2 separate regions of the Gossypium hirsutum genome follow, and region 1 is linked to region 2. A link is a contact called in public Hi-C data. All regions are on one chromosome and are shown on one strand. The core of a region is the stretch at or near the end of the contact, and the rest is flanking DNA. Distances in the headings are between cores, read along the strand shown. Region 1 holds the start of LOC121232023 (auxin response factor 2B). Region 2 overlaps LOC121232022 (signal recognition particle subunit SRP68).

Region 1 (2,859 bases), core at 103-2,602, 36 kb after region 2:
TACTTTTTTATTTTTATTTTATTATTATCTAATTTTCGCTTATTATCTTTCTTACAGCAAACCTGCCTGTTCATAGCACGACAAAACCACTTCCCCATAAAAACACAACAACTGTCCCACTAACGTCAAGACAAACGTCGTTTGCTGCCAACCCAATCAATCCTTGACACTTTTTCACTTTCATATTTATTACTTCATTTAAAACTCTAATTTTAGTTCCATCAGCACCAAGTAATTGAGATAAAATTTCTTACCTTTATTTCAAATATATGATTTTTTTTTTATATTTTCTGTTTAGTGGAGTTCATATTAGAGTATTTTCCTTTTAATATCTTTTTATTACAATAATTTTTATTTTTTATTTAAGTTTGAGTCAATTCATCAATAATTTAGTTGGTAAATGATTAAGCGTGGATTTGATGAGAAATACATTTAGCTACGATTAGTGTAAAAACAACGATCACAGTGAGATTAGATACTGTAATGATACTATAGCGTGATACAAAAAGTAAGTTAAAACGTATCTTATTGTACCTAATCGTCTATCTAAACCTACCCCAAAAACTTTTTTACTTTTATGAAATATTAAATATTTATATTTATATATGGAGTGTTTTTACTGAATTGATGTCATGAGTTAATAAAACATCACTTTAACCGTGAAATTATTAAAATACACTCCCATATATAAATTAAATTATATATGATAGATTTGATTATAAATTTTAAATAGCATAAAAGCAAATCAAACTTAGACTTGTTAATTGGACAAATTAGATAAATTTTAAACATTATTTTCATAATCGGATCAGAATGAAAGATTAGATTATTTAATCCATGAATTAGTTGAATTAATCAGGTTGATTAATTAAATCGATTGAACTAATTTTTTAAAAAAAATTATTTAATTAAATTGATGGGAATTCAGACATATGCTTTAATTAATTTAACCATAAGTCGGATCATGATATTGAGTTTCATATTGATAAATTGAACGAGATTTAAAATAATTGAATTGAATATTAAATATAATCAATAAATCCATGGTAGAGAATGAAGAAGCTTTGTTAAGAGCTCTGAGCTCATGAAAACTAACGAAAAAAAAAACCAAAAAGGTAAACGTCGTTAAAATCCAAGCCGAGGATGAAGGATTTTATTATTTTATTATTATTTAATTATTAAAATAAATAATAAATAATTTTACAACATGTTCCATCTGGTCCCCTTGAACCTTGACTCCTCTCCATCCGGCTGGCCCAATGATAAGTATAACCGGCTATAACCGGTTAATAAAGAAATTCGTACCGGTTAGTGCCGGTTTATTTTCAGTGGGTTTAGAAATTGACCGCGGTTGAAATGATTGCAATTCGCTTCTTCCTATCACCATTGGAAGTTACAGAGAGACAAACACACCAAAAAAGAAAGAAAAAAAAAGGAAACCAGAGAGAAAAAAGAGATTCAGCTTTTTTAATTTTTTGGCTTTGATTATTATATTTTTTTGCAATTCTGTTGTTGTGATTTGATTGATTTACGTGTTAATCAACGAGATTTGGTGGTGAATTTGAGTGAAATTTAAGGTTTTTTAGGGATTTTTCGTGGATATTATGATTTTTTTTTCGAGAGTTAATCAGATGAGAGATCTGAGCTAAAAAAGAGATTTTGAAAAATGACGAATACGGAGGTAGCTATGAAAGGGAATTGTGTGAACGGAAGAGGAGGAGAGAGCTTTTCTTCTGGTTATAGTGAGCCAAATGATGGTAGGAATACCGTGGAAGGGCAAAATGGTCATTCGACTCGTCAAGCTCCGGCTACAGGTGTGTTCATGCAGTTTCTGGCTTTTGTTGTCTTTGTTGTTGATTTTTGGTTGTTTTTAATGCATGTATTTTTAATAGACCCCGAATCGGCGTTGTATAATGAACTATGGCATGCATGTGCTGGACCTTTGGTCACTGTTCCTCGTGAACAAGATCGTGTGTTTTACTTTCCTCAAGGTCACATAGAACAGGTTTTCTTCTACCTTTAGTTTTGTTCTTCATCTTTGTTGGCAAAGGAATGTGATTTGAAAGTGGATTTTAATTTTCTTTGTTTCTTTTTTTTTTCACGATTGTTGCTATTTCGGGTTTGTTTTTATTTGCTTACCCACTGGTCTGGGGGTGAAATCAGGTTGAGGCGTCTACTAGTCAAGTAGCAGACGAACAGATGCCAGTGTATAATCTTCCATCAAAGATCCTTTGTCGTGTGATTAACGTTCAGTTAAAGGTACCTTGTCTTTTACTGTTATTTACCTTCTTTTTTTTTTTTTTTTGGTTTCCTTTCTGGGTTTTGGAATAACTTTTTTGCTTTTAATTCTATAGGCTGAACCAGATACAGATGAAGTCTTTGCTCAAGTGACTTTACTTCCTGAGCCTAATGTAAGCTTCGATCTCTTTTGTTTTTGGTATTTTTGTTATTTTAGGAACTGATGGGAAGTTGAATTTCTAAAGGCTTGTTCTTTGCTTGGCAGCAAGATGAGAACACTGTGAACAAGGAGCCTCCTGCGCCTCAACCACCACGGTTCCATGTGCATTCCTTTTGCAAGACCCTCACTGCCTCAGATACAAGCACCCATGGTGGGTTTTCGGTGCTCAGGCGGCATGCAGATGAATGTCTTCCACCATTGGTTTGCGTCTATCAGAAGCACCTGTATAGTTCCTTTTTGTAGTTAGGTTCTTATTTATTTGTGCTTGTTTAACAGGACATGTCACGGCAACCTCCAACCCAGGAGTTGGTTGCTAAGGATTTGCATGGAAATGAGTGGCGATTCCGGCATATTTTCAGGGGTAATGGTCATGAATGTTCTTACAAGTTCTGGGCGATGGA
Region 2 (2,941 bases), core at 121-2,620:
GTATAGAACCCTTCCCGCCGGCCTTCCAGTCAATACCCCGTAATCCAATCGTTTTAGACTTGGCTTATAATGCCATTGATTTCCCATCTATAGAAAACAGGATGAAGAAAGACAAGAAGGGTTTCATTAGTAGGCTTTGGGGTTGAGTTACAGTTCAAGGTAAGATTTGATTTGAAAGGAATAGAACCAAAAATTAAAAACCGCTTTCTTTTCACATGCTTTTGACTTTTGACGTTTGACTTCATGATTTGGTTAACTGCAAAATTTTGGTATTTAGACTGAGATGATGTGAAATATTTTGGACAGTAAAAAATCGTTTTTTTTTATTTGGATGATTTTCAGATTCTGATATTAGTTTTATTGTATCTGATCGGAATTTCCTTAAATTTGAGATCTGAATCCATTTTTATTTTAGTTTAGATATCTGAATTTGTTTTGCTTGTATGGATAATAGATTTTGACTGATCTTACAGATTTAATTTTTGTTTAATTTTGAATTATTATTTTGTTAAGCCAATATTTTTATCTTCAAATGCAGTTTTGGATGGAAATATTTAAATAGATGTTTTACCATGTAAAATTAAAGGGATAAATATCACAATTATACAGGAACTTTGATCTAATGTATAATGTCATATATGAATTTTGATTTTATGAAATTTGTATTTGATTCAATTTTTATAGTAACTAACTAACATTATCGATATATTATGTACATAAACAATTATATTAATTTAATCTGAAAATAAATAAATGCATTTATTAATTTAAATGTATACAGTTAAATTAAAATTAATTCTTTTGTACTTACAATTGAAGTTAAAATTAATTGACTAAAATTTATATATAAATTCGGTTTTTATCCTTAAATTAAAATTTTATAAAATACATTAGTGGATCATGTTTTTAATTCTTATTTATCATCTAACATTAAAATTCTCACAGCCAAAAAACGGTAAAGTTTCTTAAATATTTATATTGAATTTTCTAACTATTTTCCTTTTTGAAATTTATTTCAACTATATATTATTATATATTTAAAATTGGAATATTTTTTTAATGTTATTTTAATATTTAAAATATGATTTATATGTTCAAATTAAATTTTATGAATAATTTATATTAATTATTTAAAAAATATTTAATCTCATATTTAATAAATCAAAACATGAATAATGAGTTACAATCAATTAATTTTTATATTTTTATTATAATTCTAAGTTGATAGATTTCATATATAATAATATTAGTGAATTTAAATATTATTTAAATGTATATTATATATTTTACACATTTTATATGATTAATATTTTTATAGAAGGTCTTCCCTTAGGCGATGGGCAATTGGGCCTCTAAACTAACATGCCTGAAATGGGCTTATGGATCTTGTACCACTCTGATCAAAATCATTATAAGCTTTTAATGGTGGTGGAGAATAATAGGATTCATGCAAATTATAAACTCAATTTTTCTCTTCATTTCTTCCTCATTTTGTTCCATCTTCTTGTTTTTTTAAAAAAAAAACCTTAAATCAAACCCTAAATCCGTTAAGGTTAAAAAACTCTACAAACACTAAAACATGTTTTTAGATAATATTAAAATAATAATAATAATAATAACAGATACATGTCCTTCATTTAATTTTTGTTGTGAAGTTAAATTACTAGGGACTTTGGTAAGTAAAATTGTGAAGTTGGGTAAGGGAAGAAAAAAGTCTCCAAATTGAGGCAAAGTAAGTGAATTTGGGTGTACGTATGAGATTGGATTCTTAAAGGTGTGATTAAGAGAAAGGAAAATGTGGAGGACCATTTGGTCTATTGTTCCAATAATACAATTACCATTGCCTAACCTTTTTTTTCTCCTCCTTTAAAAAGGAGAGAGATAATGGTCCAATATTCTCTACCAAACATTTGCCTTTCCTTTTATTGATAACATGAAGCTTGCATTGCATGCTTCATCAACTATTTCTCTTAGTAAAAAACTAAGTGGCATCAATGCATTCAAAATCACCCAATTTTTTCTTCTCCAATACACTTACCAGCATTTTTCATCAAGTATAAGATTATAGGATAATACTTGGTGTAGGACCAAATTTATGCTCGGGCCCAAAGCTCACAAACCCAAACTCAAATACACTACACAGCCCAACTAATTTATGCCATGACCCAATACGAGAAACCATCCACTACCTCCATCACCCCCACACCCTACTAAATCACCCCACTAAATCACCCCACTAACTCCATCATCCCACTAAACCATCCACTATCTCCATCACCCCACTTGCCTATAAAAAGAAAGGGCAATCAGTTGTAAAAGTTGGCTATAAAAGCCATTCAAAACTATTGTACAAGGGGGGAGTTCTTTTTTGGAGATTAATCAAATATCAAAGCAAAAGAGGTTTTTTTTGTCTATTCTCGTTTTAAATTCTTTTTTGTTTATTGTTTTCCTTTCAATTTTATTTTGTTTTCTTATACGAAAATAAAAATAAAAGGAAGAAGCTTACCTATTTTAGAATTACCGAAAAATATTTTTTTTTAGGTCCAGCTGCCTTGCACGGTGCCGCCGACGGTGGCCCGTGGGGGTCCGGTGACCGGAACAAGGCAGAACCGATGGCCGGATTTAGAAGGAAGGGGGAGAGTGTTATTTTTAATATTGTTATTATTATTATTATATTATTATTATACTTATTTTATTACTGTTACTATTATTTTGTATATATTTATTATCATTATTGATTTATTATTATTATTAGAAACATTTTTTTATTTTTTTATTTTTTTATTTTTATATTATTATTTTTATTAATATATTATTATTATTGTCTTCTATTTTGTTGTTGTTATTATTATTTTAATCGTTATTACTATGTTTATTGTTATTGTAGCATTATTCTATTATTACTATTATTATAGTTAATTAATTCTACATTTTCATTACC

The links. Hi-C and Micro-C count contacts between places; a contact is called where the count stands out from the background.
Region 1: a contact with region 2 is called in a Hi-C map of leaf, with 5 times the contacts expected there. The contact joins the promoter of LOC121232023 here to the enhancer-like site in region 2. A contact is called at or near these places in 20 of 34 Hi-C or Micro-C datasets (anther, callus, fibers and 4 more).

Annotation. Positions count from the first base shown.
Region 1 is chrA07:6,105,326-6,108,184 of Gossypium_hirsutum_v2.1, forward strand. It overlaps LOC121232023 (auxin response factor 2B), which reads left to right and starts at 1,353. Exons shown (of 14, transcript XM_041117352.1): 1 at 1,353-1,814; 2 at 1,893-2,005; 3 at 2,164-2,259; 4 at 2,355-2,411; 5 at 2,504-2,659; 6 at 2,735-2,819. The coding sequence starts at 1,667.
Region 2 is chrA07:6,069,466-6,072,406 of Gossypium_hirsutum_v2.1, forward strand. It overlaps LOC121232022 (signal recognition particle subunit SRP68), which reads left to right. Exons shown (of 14, transcript XM_041117349.1): 14 at 1-419. The coding sequence ends at 146. Among protein-coding and RNA genes, the nearest start is that of LOC121232022, 7.5 kb to the left of the region's middle. Within about 2 kb of position 1,371, at least 4 of the 9 cell types and tissues checked have an H3K27ac peak or open chromatin away from gene starts, as enhancers often do. A contact at or near this core is called in fibers and leaf, where this site is marked.